Regions from separate parts of the Mus musculus genome. Here regions 1 and 3 are each linked to region 2. The links are chromatin contacts, called in public HiCAR-type and promoter capture Hi-C maps. All regions are on one chromosome and are shown on one strand. The core of a region is the stretch at or near the end of the contact, and the rest is flanking DNA. Distances in the headings are between cores, read along the strand shown. Region 1 holds the start of Qk (quaking). Region 2 holds the start of Mpc1 (mitochondrial pyruvate carrier 1). Region 3 holds the start of Tmem242 (transmembrane protein 242).

Region 1 (4,459 bases), core at 896-3,395, 2.0 Mb after region 2:
GTATGAGGTGTTTCCGCCCTAATCACATTTGTGAATAGTGACAAATGAAGTCATCTAAAAATTTAAGTTTCAACTGCACCTAATATAGGTCAGATTATTAAGCATACTATTTTGTTCCAAACATTTCCAAGGTTAAAAAAAAATAACTGGCGCCCCTTAGCGCTCACTTTTGGAAATACTCAATTTAAGAGCTCCAGCTTTCTTTTTTTTTTTTTGGACATTCCAGAAAGTTTTCTGCCTCCACAATTTTTCAAATGCCAACACAAATAGGAAAGGCAAAAACCCTTAAAGGGGCAGTTCAAGTTTTTTCTCCAGGGCAATTTAACACTAACAAATATACCAACCCAACAATAAAAAATGCCTCTTTCGATGTGTTGCTGTTGCATGTTCATGTGTAATAGCTGAATGTTTTCTGTTTTAAATACTGCCCAAAGCTCCCCATCCAACGGAAGCTCTGAGGATGACTCTTTAATCATCTTTTAGCTCGGGAGTCTTTTGTTCTTCCCTGACATGCCAGCAGATATCCCCAGCTATCTCTAAAATTTTTCGACATTCTTCTCAAGATCCTAAAATCCATGTTCATCTGTACAACATAGTTTTCCGCTTCCTTTAAACAGTCCACTCAGAGACTTTAAAAGAGAAGACAGAAACTACTCGCTACTCGATTTAAAACAGACTTGTTGGTCCTATCCCACCCCCCAACCCCGCCCCGGGCGTCCACAGAAACCTACAGCTACTGGGAACTAACACTCCAGGTCGCTGCTATGAGTAGTTCCTAAAGGAATTCCAGAGCTGACCAGCATTAATCTCCAGTCAGTCTTCGCTCCCCACAGCGCTCCTAACTCGGCTTGTGCAAACTTCTGCTCTATTTTATCCCCGTCCTTTCAAACTTCCAGCTCCCCGCCCTGCAAACGCAGGCGGCTACGCCGGGAGCGAACCCTCCGCCCCAGTTCTTCCAAACTCGGATTCCGTTCAGGTCTGTCCTCGCGGTATTTCGTACTCCTCCCCCACCACCACCACCACAGACTAAAGAAAAAAAAAAAAGTGAAGTTAAACTCCCAAACAGTTCTCGCTTCCCCAAACAAAAGGACAAAAAGTGTTCTACTCTGTCATTTCGTCCTCGCCTTCGGCCACATAAGCACTACTTTTCTTCGGTACCCTACGTGATTCCTGGACATCTCGGGGTCCGATCGGGTACTGCGGGCCACGCAACTCTACCGAAAAGAGCCCGCTAAGCCGGGGCTCCGCGGGCCAGGCGAGGCGGAGCTCGGGGAATCGCGTGGCCCCGCCGGGCCGGCCGAGATGGCCGGGATGGCGGGGAGCCTAGCCGCCGCGCCGTCGGGAGCCGGCCGCAGCCCCGCAGCCCCGCGCGCTCCCGGGTCCGCCCTCGGGCCTGGCCCGGCCCCGGCCGGGCCGCGAGCCGCCCGCGCCGCCTTTGTGCGCCCGCCCGCCCGCCCGCCTGACCTTCCCGCCGCCCCGCCATCCCGGGCCGCCGCGCCGGGGCCGGGCGCCTCACCTTCGTCCAGCAGCCGCTCGAGGTGGTTGAAGATCCCGCAGAAGTTGGGCAGGCTGCTCATGAGCTTCTTGTCGTTCATCAGCTGCATCAAATAATCTGGGGTGGGCTTCGGCTTCTCCTTCGTTTCCATTTCCCCGACCATATTCCAGGCTCCGCAGCTCACTCCGCCCGCCGCCGCCGCCGCCGGAGGAGAGGAGGGAGGGGCGGGGGCGAGCTCCGGCCGCCGGCCGCTCGGGACGCGGCGTCCCGCTCCGCGCCGGCTCCCGCTCCGGCTCCCGCGCCGAGCCCCGGGGCGGCCGGCTCCGCGCGCCCGCCCGCCCCCCGCAGGCACTTTCGCCCGGCCCGACGCGCCGCGGCCGCCGCTCCTCGGCCGCCCGGCGCGGCTCCCCTCGCGAGGCCGGCGGCAGAGGCGGGTCTCGGGCCGAGCGCGGCGCGGGGCCGCTGCGCCGCGAGGAGCCGGGGGGCCGCTCGTCGGCCGGTCGCGCCGCCTGCGCCGGAGCTCGCGAGTCTGCGGTGCTGTCCGCCGCGGCGCTCCGCGTTACCGCCGCCGCCGCCGCCGCCGCGCTCCGACTGCGCTCCTCCTCTTCCTCCGCGGCTCTCCTCCTCCTCACTCACTTGGCGGCGGAGTTCGCCTCAGTTCAGGCGGCGCCGCCGCCCCTGGCCGCTCGGGCGGGACGGCCGGCGCAGGGCCGGGCCGCGGCGGGGAGGACGCGCGCCGGTGGCCGCCCGCGCGGGGCCGGGGTCGCGGCTGAGGGGGACGCGGGCGGCGGCGCTGGCTCGTCGGCGCGCTGTTGCTGAGGCGGCGGGCGCGGTCGGGTGCGGCGGCTGAGAGGAATCCCGGCGGGACTCTCCGCGACGCGCTGCGCTCGCCGCCGCCCGGGCCTCGCGTCCGCGCGCGTTACTATAGTTTGGGTTTTTTTTTTTTTTCTTAAACCTCTTCGTCCACCTTCCTCGCTACCCCCTCAAAAAAAAAAAAATTTTTTTTTTTTAAACGTCCTGTTGCTTCACTGGGGACTCTCGGGTGGGCGTCACGTGTCCAGACACGTAGCCGAGAGGCTGAGAGCGCGTGCGCGCGTCGAGGACTGTGACCACGCCCCTTCCGAGGGTCGCTCCGCCCCACCTGGCGGAGAGCGCGCCGTGGGGGCGGGGGGTGGGGGGGAAGCGGGCCTGGAGCGCGCCTGCGTGGGGGTGGAGCGGGACGAAGATGGCCTGCGGACGGAGGAGCGGGACCGAACCGTTCTGGCGCGGCGCCCACCTCGCGGGGCGGGAAACCCGGCCGTCGGATCGCTTGGGGTGCGAGGTGGCGGCGGACTGAGTTGGCGTGGGCGCCCACACCGCAAGTGTCTCCGGCGGTAGGGACTCCAGTGAGGTTTCCCCTGGAGCCAGCGCCACGCGTGACGGGCCTCGCGTTGCCGTGGGCTGCGAGGCGGCCCCGGACCGTGGGCGGAGACGGCACACGCGTGCGCACCCACGGGCGTGCGGGCGGGCTCTGTTCCATGCGGCGTGACGCGCGGTTCCGTTAATCCTCACCGCAGGTTCCAGTCCCTGGTGGCGGAGGCGCTGGCTCCTCAGCGGTGCGGCCCCCGCACAAGGGAGCCTGTGTGAGGAGTACATATTCGGGGAAAAAACGAAGTGGCCAACGCCTATTTTTACCTACTTGACAAAAATAAATAAATAAATGACAGGCAGAGGGCCAGGACAGGGGCTTTCTATGGCGTGTAGAGGAAGTTCTGCCGGTTACATTTGTTTCGGAAACAATGTTCCGAATTGCAGCAATGAAGTCCTGCGATTTATAGAAGCTGTCGGTCATTAAATCTGCATCATCCCTGTTTTGTTGCAAGTTCTCTATAACATGCTCCATTAAAATGTAGACAAGATTGTCAAATTAACCATTTTGAGAGTTGGCCCTGGCTATAATTTTCTGGGAATCATCTCACTGTATTTTAAATGTGTACGTAAGCAGGCTAGTTGGATTGCTTTTTTTGTTGTTGTTGTTTTAAACTTTGATTTACGCGATTTCTAAAGAGCATTTTCGAAGTTTGTGTGGTACCAACGGTATTTAAAGCAATTTTACTCTTTTCCTGGCCAGTAGCTTCTGATTATTTTATTTAAAGACTACAGTTTGGGTTGGTTTGGGTTTTGGTTTTCTAGTTGTCCATTAAACTACGTTTTTTAGAGCAAATGATGAACAAAGTTAACATGTAATTGAAATAATTTTAATTTTCCAACAATGGCTATAGTAGTTCTTAGTACTATAGATAATCCCTTAATTATCTCTAAACAATAAATTAGTGAAAGCATGGAATAATTTGATCAAAAAGCTGTTACTACATTTTCTAAATCTTTCTTCAGAATCTAGAAAAAAACGAGGTTTCTTTCTTGTATATTATTAAAAAATATTTTGTCACTGAATTATTATACATTGTCTGTGTTTGTGCAAGAGAAGTCCCCTTTGTAAGTTGGTCACACTTATAGGCCCTTTGGTAACTGCTCTCCCTCTATAGCTCAATCAGAGCAGTCCTGTACCTTAGGCAATCCTGGCAGCCCCAAGTTTTACATAAGAGGAAACCCCTGAAGAGGAAGAGGGAAACTGAATAATTTTATCCAGCACTATAGCCAATGAGCCCTATCTGCTGTTCAAATCCATGTATATTTTATACCAGAGTGCCCCCATCCCCATTTTACTGACCCTATCCAGTAAATCCTTTGAATTCATTACAGTGTTACATAATTTTTGACCCATATGTCCAACCACTTTTATAATGTAGTTGAATGAAAATAATAGGCAATATTCATTCACCATGGCTCAATCCCTGGTGGACCCATCACTTGGAAATAGTAGCCATTTAGTGCATTTTCTCTTCCCCTGCTTAGTTTTGCCTGATTTCTCAGGTTAAGAAAAAAAATATCCAGAGTTTCCCAAGACCTATTAGGCCCCAAGAG
Region 2 (4,472 bases), core at 1,755-4,254:
TGCCCTGCAGGTGTGCCTACAGCCCAACCTTAAGAAGCCATTTTCTTAGTTGAGGTTCCCCTCTCAGACTTCAGCTTGTGTCAAGTTGACATAAAGCGATCTTGCACACTCTGACTCCCAGCCATTTGGTTTTGTGTGAGCTTACAGCACTAGGCATGAATTCCCCTCGAGACACAACCTTAACACCAATCAGAAAGTTGGTTGCGCCATGAAACTTCATGCCACTATTGCCTGCCCTATCTTGCCTGGCACTTTCATCGTGTAGCATGCAGGGTCCACAGCTGAGTAGAACTTTGGACCACAACGCTCCCCAGCAGTCTTCAGACACCTTCCAGCACTCTAAACGCTAGTCAGCAGACAGGGAACACGTCTAGTTCAGTTCCAGCTTTATGTCTCCAAGTCTTACAACCAAAGTGCATGGCATCTTCAGCAACTGGGCGTTAGTATCTAACTTTGGCAAGCACCCAGCAGCAGTGGCAATAGCCTTTCTCAGTTTTGAAATATCTAGGACCTCCTAGGGTCAATAGCCCACATGGCTCTGGGAACATCTCTTTCCACCCACAATTGGTACCTTCACTCATGCTTTAACCGGGGTATTGACACATGTAGGCACAGGCTACTGCAGAACTTTCTTTTGGTCGCAGTGGGTATCATGACTCAGACATAAGCTTCCTAGACTTTCCCCGCTGTGTCTGACCCAGTGTGAACTGACTTCCATCCTTGCACCTTAGTCTCTCAAATGTTTCTAGATCTAGAGACCACTCAGAAGCATTATTCTATCCATATAATGAAACACTGATTGATCGATTGACTGATAGAGTCTCACTATGAAGCTCTAGCTGTCCTAGAATGCACTAGGTAGACCAGGCTGGCCTCAAGCTCAGAGATCTGCTTCCTGAGTTCTGGGATTAGAGGGGTTCACCACCATGCCCAGATTACAATAAAACATCCTTTTAACAGAAGATGTCACAAGTTCCAGGCCAGCCAGGGCTACACAGTAAAAAAAAAAATTACTTTCCTCCATCTCATGTCCCTTCCGTTACACTTAGGGGTAGCCACTGTCAGTGTTGTCCCAATATCTTTGCACACAAAAACATCGCTGAGCACAAATGAGTAACATACTTTATACAATAGTCCACACATTTTTTCCTGCAGATAAATACTATAATTACTTAGCACTAGAACATAAATAACTTGTTTTCTTGCCTAGTCGCTATCTAAACCAGACTGGTCTCAGAACTCATAGGAGGTCTGCCTACCTCTGCCTCCCACTTGTTAGGATAAAAGTGTACACTACCAGGCCTGGTTTATTACTAATTTGCAGTTATTTAAGACAGGATGTCATGTAGCGCAGGCCAGCCTTGAATGGGTCCTCTTTTCTCTCTCACCTGCTAAGTTACACACTATGACACACGCTGGAACGCCTTGAGGATTGTTTCCATATTAAAATAAGCTCCACAAACTAGCCTTTCCAGGGACAGCTCTAGAAAGGAATTGCTGGCCAAAGGGAATGTCCATTCTTAATACTTATGCATTCCCTTGAGTGTTTGGTTTAACTTCCTATATTCATTTCTGCCAGTGCATTCCAGACTTCATATTCCCCAGTGGCATTCTAAATTACTCAACTTTCCTTGATTTGAGGTATAATCCCCAAATTGTGCTTTTGTTGTTGTTGCTGTTTGTGTGTTTTTTTTTTTTTTTGTTTTGTTTTTTTTGCCTGGCCTTGTTTTTTGTTTTTCGTTTTTTAAATTTTGTTTGAGACAGGGTTTCTCTGAGTAGCCAGGGCTACAGAACTAGCTATATAGACACGGCTGGCCTTGAACTCAAATCCTCCTGCCTCTGCCTCTGCCTCTGCATCTTCGGTGCTGGGATCAAACTCATTTGCCACCAAGGCCCGCTTCAGGTTCGGTTTTGGTAAGGAAGAGAGTCCCCTCTATTCTCGGAAGATTGTTAGAATAAACCGGCAAAAATTAAATCTGAGAAAAGCTGCACATATTTACTATGCATAGAAGGGGAAAACCACAGAAGATTACCATTCGTTTAATAACTTTCGCCCCAAGCCCCACCCCGAGGACTCAGTGGTGACCTTGAACTTCCCACCACCCAGCCTGGTTTACGGCAGTGCTGGAGATGGAACACAGCCAGGGCTTCCGGAGCAAACCTGGCAAGAGCGCTGCAGTCCGGGCCCTGCAGACCCTTCCCTATAAGGGGAAGGTCGTCTTCAGCCTCCTTTTGGTAAACAAAGACTGACACTGGCACGAACTCAGGGGACGGGCCTTAGCGACCCTTAGCGCGGTGTGGCCTACTCGGGTGTGGCTGCGAGCAGCCTGAAGGCAGTTGTGTTCTTCACGCGATCCGGTTTACGGCGGAAGGGATTCTGTCACCTTTCCTCTCCTCAAGAGTGGTAGTGGTGACAGGAAATGTAGCCAGGCCCTTCTCATTACCTCCGGCTCAACTCTCTCTGCATTCTGCCCCCCCCCCCCCCGCCATGTCTGGGGTGTGGCTCTGAGCCTCTGCGGGTGTACAGGCTAAAGCTGCAGTATGCACGCTCCGGGCACTTATGTAACCTGTGCTTTCCACACGTGGGCAGCCACACTTCTGGAGACTGAGGCTCTTAGCTATTTTTAACTGCCTCCCTCCTCTGCACTCGGTGACTCCATCCCAAGCCGGTCGCCGCCGGTTTGCAGGATCTCACCGTCTCTGTGCAGCCGCCCGCGGGGCAAAGGGACAGGCGAGGGGTGACAGGAGCCCGACCTGCCCACCACGCCCCGCTGAGACCCCGGAAGCCTGCCCAGGACCCCCGGGCAGAGGAGTGTCACCCTCGCAGCCCCTAGCAACCGCCAGTCGTCCGGGCCGCCGGGCCCTTTTACGACGGCAGCCCCGCGGCGCGCACCGCCCCGAGGGCAGGCGGGGGGTGTGTCGACCGCGGCAGCCAATCCCGGACGCGCTCTGCGGTCTAGCGCGTTCTCATTGGTGGAGCGCCGAGCGGTCGTAAGGCTTCTCCGAGTGTCGTGAGGCGGGCGCTGGGGTGAGAGCGCCGAGGGCCTCAGCCGAGTCCACAGCGGTGTCATCTGTCTAGGTAGCGGCTTCACCGCCAACGGCACGGCCATGGCTGGAGCGCTGGTGCGCAAAGCGGCGGACTATGTCCGGAGCAAGGACTTCCGGGACTATCTCATGAGGTGAGCGTCATGGTAGGCCGTGGGGGAGCCGCCCGCTGCGGGAAAACCCTGCGGCGCCGTGCCAAGGTAGGAGAGCGGCGCACGGGTGGAACGCGCTCCTACCGGTGCCCGAGGGGACGGCGCTCCCGAGGGTACAGCAAGTGACCGAGGGGATGGCGCTCCTACCTGTGACTAGGAGGGCAGAAGGGACAGCGCTCACACCCGTGCCTGAAGGGACAGCAGGACTCAGGGGACGTAGCTCCCACCCGTGACCTAAGGGACCGCAGGTTACTGAGGGTACAGCGCTCTTGGTTAAGGCGACCTAGGGAATGGCAGGTGACAGGGAACAGCTCCAGCCCCGCGAACTGAAAGACATGGTGTGACTGGGGACCCCGCCCCAACCTGTGCCGGAGGGGACGCCTCTCCCACCCATGCCCGAGGGGACAGCGCTCCCACCCGTGACTGAGAGGACGACAAGTGACCGAGCGGACAGCGCTCCCGGGCAGGACGACCCAGGGAATGGCTGGTGACAGGGAACAGAGCTCCAGTCCTTGACTGAAAGACGCGGTGTGACTGCAGGGACGCCGCTCCGGCTCGTGACCGACCGGACGAACACCGCTCCTGGGCAGGCAGTCAGGATGCCCTTGCGTGGGTTGACGTGGGGACACTGGGTGCTACCATCCCCCTCCTCGTCTCCCGGCCCGGGACTTGGCGGGAGCGGTGCTGGAATGTGCCGGGATCCGGGTAATGGGAGCTAGAATTTGCAGCACAGAGGGCGGGGTTTTTTTTTTTTTTTGGTTTTTTGTTTGTTTTTTTGTTTGTTTGTTTTCCATTTGACGGTGCTTGGGGGAGGGGGACCGGACAATCATGTGTCGCAGCCACGCAGTGCGTCTGAGAAGAGGCATTTACTTGCAAGGTGTGTGTCCCGAGGGCTTGACATTGAGAGGTTGAAGAAGCACTTTCCAGAATTCATTTTCAGTTATAATTTCCTGGTGCCTGATTCTATTTTAAGGATCTCACAAAATTTAGAAACCGATTACAATATTTCCAAGCATAGTTTTATTTTCTTGTGATTTTAAAGTTAGATAAGTGGAGGGCTGCTTTTTAATTTTCTTCTCAGTGGTCAATACCGAGCCTGCCAGTGGTGGCATTCGCCTTTAATCCCAGCACAAGGGAGACAAGCTGGAGGATCTCTTGAGTTCAAGGCCAGCCAGTCTACAGTAGTATTGTAGTTAATAGTAAATACTTAGTGCCTTGAGTTTCTACAACTGTCTTACTCATCCGTCTTCACCATCTTGATTAATGTCTTTTCCT
Region 3 (4,909 bases), core at 523-3,022, 2.8 Mb before region 2:
TCTTCTCTAAAAGTATTACATGGTAGAGGGAGAAAATGGCCCATCAGAGGAGCCACAGAAGTGATCTTAGTAGCTCCATAACCCTTTAGAGTATTGAGAGGGAATTGGAAAGCATTTTAGATACATTTTAGTCTCCTGTCATTATAGTATTCAAAGCTTAAGTATGACTATTACAGATAAGTGGAAGGGAATTCAATTGGTTTATGGTTTTTCACATAACATTTGTCTGTAGCACACATCAAGCTAATTGCATAGTTATTGGTGTGAATATCTAATTGTGTCTCTCACAGCAGACATTTAAATTCCCGAGGGAAAGACATGTTTATTTTTGTACCCTATCCACCTTAATCATAGAGTGCCTGAAACATAAAGGATCCCAAGTAAACACTTACTGAGGCGAACAGTAAGTCAGCAATATGGGTGGGAGGGGAAAAGACAAGACATTATAAGCAACTACAATACACATCAAGAAATTCCCCACCAACCAGGGAAAGCAGGCACACGACAAACAGCAAATGTACAATCCTGCTAACAGAATAATGATCTTCTGTCTCTAGTGGATATAGTTAGTCACCCAACACTTTATGAGCACCTACTGTGTGCCAGGCACTTTATAGCGACTGCGGCCCTTGCATTAAAACACAAAAACAAAGTTTTCACTCATTCTAAAAAAATGTTAAAATTTTAACATCTATGAAATAAATATACTTCTTGCAACCAGCACCAATAGTTTAAGTGATATTGCTTTTCTTTCAAAGCAAGGTCTCTTATTATCAATACTAAATTACTTATTCATGCTGTAGGGAAAACAATGTTTCCAAAGTTTTGCTCAGTTATTCTTCAAAGCCTCATTCTGTTAATTTTTAAGGAAGCACACGGAAAAAAAAATCAAGACTGACAACTAGTATACTTCTTAAACCCATGAGGGTTTGTGGGTGTATTTTCAAAACCATGTGAATGAAGGTCACTATTTTTTCCTATGCAAAAAGCTGTCCTTTGTTAAAAACAATAGCAATGCTATGAATGGATTTCAGAGTCACAAACCTTATTGAACCACTCAGGGCTTTTCTTTTTAGCTAATGATAATGTTGTAACAAATCCAGCTAGCATTCCCGCTGCGGCTGCAGAACCAAGGAAAATTCCACCTGCCAAGAATTGAGAGAAGGGATTAAAAATAAAACTTAAATTAAAGAGAATTGCACAACGAAGTATCAGAAACTTTCAGGATTACATTCAAAACTCGAAACATCATGGCTAGGCGGCTCTTGTGAAGTGGGTCTGAGAAACCTGCGTGATCTCACGACCTCGGGTTTCTGGTTCAAGGGTACGCTCTGAAGCTCAGTTCTTCAGGGCTGAGAATGGGTTTTTTTCCCTTCTCTCTGTCCTCAAGGACAGCAGCGCGAAGTTTTTCCACGGGAAGAAGAGATCGTGGCAATCAGAAAAGGGCAGGGCACAAGAAAAACTATAGATAAGGATGGGTAAATACAGTATGGACTGGAGAGTAGATGGCAGGATTTACCCGCCCCTGCCCAAGGAGACTTCACCTGGTGAGTGACATATGGGCCCCACTGGCTGAGTTCAGAATAAGGGCTCTCAGAAAAGAATGTGTTCCGGAACATCACATCCCAGCTCAGAGCAAGCATACCTTTAACCAGAAACAACCGATCGTCCGGAGACCCTGGAGCTTCTAATTCAGAGGACTCCCCGGGCCCAGGACCCGAGGTCTCCATTTTAAAGTCTCCTACTCTACTGTTTCCGTTACCAAAGAGGCCCGAGTGGAAGCTCAAGGGAGAGAGAAGAAAGGTTCCGCGGCTGCCTTCCCTGTGCAACCTGAAGAAAGGTCCGGGTTTCCCACTTTCCCCGCTTAACACTCTTGCAGTGAGAGAAGACAGAAAGGCTGCTCTCTGTCCCAGCCCAGAGCCGAGGGCGGCGCCCCACAAGACGGCCCTCCTGGGAGGATCACTCGCCTTCTTGCAAGGTGATGATCTGTTGGACTTTAGTAAGGTTTTGGGTTTTTTTTTTTTTGGTTTTGTTTTGTTTTCCCTACTTGGAAGAATACTCAGTTCCGACTCTAGGAGGCAGTGAGAGGTCGCAAATGGAGCCGGGAGCCCATCTGCCTGGCTTGGATCCTGGAGCTGTTTACCACTCCAGATACACTTGCACTGCTTCTAAGGATTTGGTCCGCACTAACAGACCACGATTCTAAAAAGCAAGCCTCAATATTTTCCCCGCTTCTTTCTGAGAAATTTCGAAATAGTTATTTCAGGGTTAAGTGACATGCCCAATTCTGGAAGAGAAACATCTCACCAGCTTCGAAGCACACGCCCTTCCCAAGATCTGATTTGCCCGCCCCCAGTGGACGCGCTGGGCTGGCTAAATGATTGAATGAACTGAGCCAATCTAGAGAGCAGAGTACAGAGGCCCTCTCTCAAAGCTTATTAACACGGGCTCCAAGGCTGCCCCGGACTTGCTGGGATCCTTAGCAGCCTGCAAGCAGGCCTGGGAGGACGATGTGCCAGGGTCTACGGACAGAGTAAATGGCTATTGAGGGAAGAGTAGTGGGAAGTAGCCAACGTTTTCAGCCTCTCAAAGGGAGACCTAAGACATATGGCATCATCTTTTAAAATGAAGCCAGTTCTTTAGCCTCTAGCCTTTTTCTGAGCACTTTAAGGGCATGGGCATCTTGAGGGTGGAGATTGTTATCTATACTCATTTGATATTCCCCAGCTCTCAGTGTATTACCTGGTCATGTATAATAAATGCCTGTCCGAGGGACGGGTAAATGAAAGCATTAGTTTTTGCAGCAGTTAAATGCATTTATTAGCTCAGACCTGCGTTCAGGTCGTAAAGCACTTCTTATTTGTGTGAACTTGGTGTTTGCCATATAGCCTCTCGTTACCTCGTTCCCCTCAATTATTAACTATGGAAACAGTACCTCACAGGATTTTTGAATGAAGAGGTGCGTGTGTGTGTGTGTGTGTGTGTGTGTGTGTGTGTGTGTTGTACATCCCTCTTGACCACTTGAAAAGCTGATACAAGAGGATAAATTCAAATCTAACCTAGGTAACAAGACCCAGTTTCAATCTTTTAAAAGTTATGAGTGTGATGGAGTTAGCATAGTGTCTGGCACACATAATATGCGTTTTAATTGCTGTTATCATTGATTCTAGTAGTTTTTAAAGCATTACATACGAACGGTTAAAGCTGCCCAGTCTCTCCCATTAGAGACTTTATCTCTGAAAGTCTGGGGCAGCATGAGATCTGATGCTAGGCTTGGTTGAGGACAACTGCTCTGTTTCTGTCCAGTTCCTTAGAAGCCTAGTTTCAGAGTCTGGGAAGGCCCCTTACAAGTGGGCAAATACTGTGCCCACTTGTAGGCACTTACAAGAAGGACTTATACTTCTCCTTTCCTGTCACATATAATAATAGTGACTATAGCTGCTAACATATTGGATGCTTCCTATATGCCCTTGCTATATCTTTTTGGGTCACTGAGAGCCCATCAGGTGATACTGTTCAGAGCTGGCAGAATTTTTGAACCATGAGGCCTAGTGGTTCAAAGTCACTGAGAGGTGTGGCCTATAAATCCAGCTTTGGCTAATTCAAGAGGGACTGTGAGACCACAGCCTCTTCCTCTTCCTGTCCTTGCTCTGTTCAAGGCCAGAATGGATGCCAGGTGTGGTGGTGCATGTGGGTGTGTTGCAGAGCAGCCTTGTGTACATAAGAAGTTCCAGACCAGCCAGGGATACATAGAAAGACCCTATTAAAAGAAAAGGACGACTTTGCTCTGCTGCTGAAAGACCCACAACGTGAGGACTCCCCCACGTTCTAACTCAGGATAGGCCACACCCCAAATCACTCACGAGAAACAGTCTTGATGCAAACTGCAAGAGGTTTATTTGGGAAAGACCAGTGCACTGGGGACGACTTGTATCCCATGCAGGGGTAGAGGAGTTGACCACGAGCTCAAGGGGTCAGGAAAACAAAAGAGGAAACACAGACAAACAAGATCAGTGCACTGGGGACAACTGGTATCCCTCCCAGGGATAGAAGAGTTGACAATGAGCTCAAGGGGTAAGGGGTTTATAAAGACACAAAAACCACAAACACCTGGCATTGGTCTATAGAAAGGCAAAAACCACAAACACCTGGCATTGGGCTATAGAAAGGCAAAAACTGCAAACACCTGGCATCCTGGAACAATGGGGCTATTTTGGACACAGATCTAGGGGCTTAAATAATTTTTTACTCTCTGTCAGGATCTTTTACTGCCTCTTCTCATCGTGATGGCGATGCGAAAGGACCCTTGCCTACAACTTTCTTGTTTGTTCATTTGCATGGATGGGACAGAATCTACCTAATCTGGACCAACACATTGTGACTGGAGTCTCCAAATCTGTGAGCAAAGATAGACTCCTTTCCTTTATATGTTAATTATCTCCAGTGCTTTGTCACAGTGATTGATGGGAAGCTGTCAAAGTACAGCACCACACTTAATGTTTCAAATGTTTTATTTCATTTAATCCTCTCTATAAACCCAGAAAGAATAACACATTCAAGTGCACACAGCTGTTGAGGGGCAGTCCTGGCTTTTCAAAGCAGGTTCTTCCTTAATTGATGGGCAGGTACTCTTCATCTGAGCTTAATTTCTGGTGTTACCTAGAAGGGCTTGGTGGTCACAGACTGCTGGCCCCGTGCCAGAGCTTCTGAGCCAAGAAAGGTCTAAGAACTTTCGTGTCTGCAAATGGAGAGCTTTTTATGATCTCTTTCTTTGCTGCATCCCACCAAAAGCACAGACACATTTTATTTCAAGGATTATGTTATTGTTTACCCTAAGGGCTTGAACGGAGACTATGTTTAAATCTAGGGAACTTGCAGAGTCCCGTGCCCCAAGGCCTGTCTCATTGTC

Evidence for each region. Promoter capture Hi-C pulls out the DNA fragments that hold promoters and counts their contacts. HiCAR-type assays count read pairs that join an accessible place to other places.
Region 1: a promoter capture Hi-C map of pre-B cells shows a contact between it and region 2, with 3 times the contacts expected there. The contact joins the promoter of Qk here to the promoter of Mpc1 in region 2. A contact is called at or near these places in 2 of 39 promoter capture datasets (cranial neural crest and pre-B cells).
Region 3: a HiCAR-type map of astrocytes shows a contact between it and region 2, with 3 times the contacts expected there. The contact joins the promoter of Tmem242 here to the promoter of Mpc1 in region 2. A contact is called at or near these places in 1 of 39 promoter capture datasets (the 3T3-L1 cell line) and 1 of 115 datasets of contacts at active chromatin or transcription factors (astrocytes).

Annotation. Positions count from the first base shown.
Region 1 is chr17:10,317,216-10,321,674 of GRCm38.p6, forward strand. Qk (quaking) reads right to left here and starts at 2,146. Exons shown (of 8, transcript NM_001159517.1): 1 at 1,517-2,146. The coding sequence starts at 1,658. Gm46608 reads right to left here. Exons shown (of 1, transcript XM_017317774.2): 1 at 2,436-4,459. The coding sequence starts at 3,130. The coding sequence ends at 2,504. It overlaps Cahm (colon adenocarcinoma hypermethylated RNA), which reads left to right and starts at 2,704. Exons shown (of 1, transcript NR_037588.1): 1 at 2,704-3,926.
Region 2 is chr17:8,280,783-8,285,254 of GRCm38.p6, forward strand. Mpc1 (mitochondrial pyruvate carrier 1) reads left to right here and starts at 3,005. Exons shown (of 5, transcript NM_018819.5): 1 at 3,005-3,179. The coding sequence starts at 3,109.
Region 3 is chr17:5,438,488-5,443,396 of GRCm38.p6, forward strand. Tmem242 (transmembrane protein 242) reads right to left here and starts at 1,773. Exons shown (of 4, transcript NM_027457.4): 1 at 1,646-1,773; 2 at 1,045-1,145. The coding sequence starts at 1,730.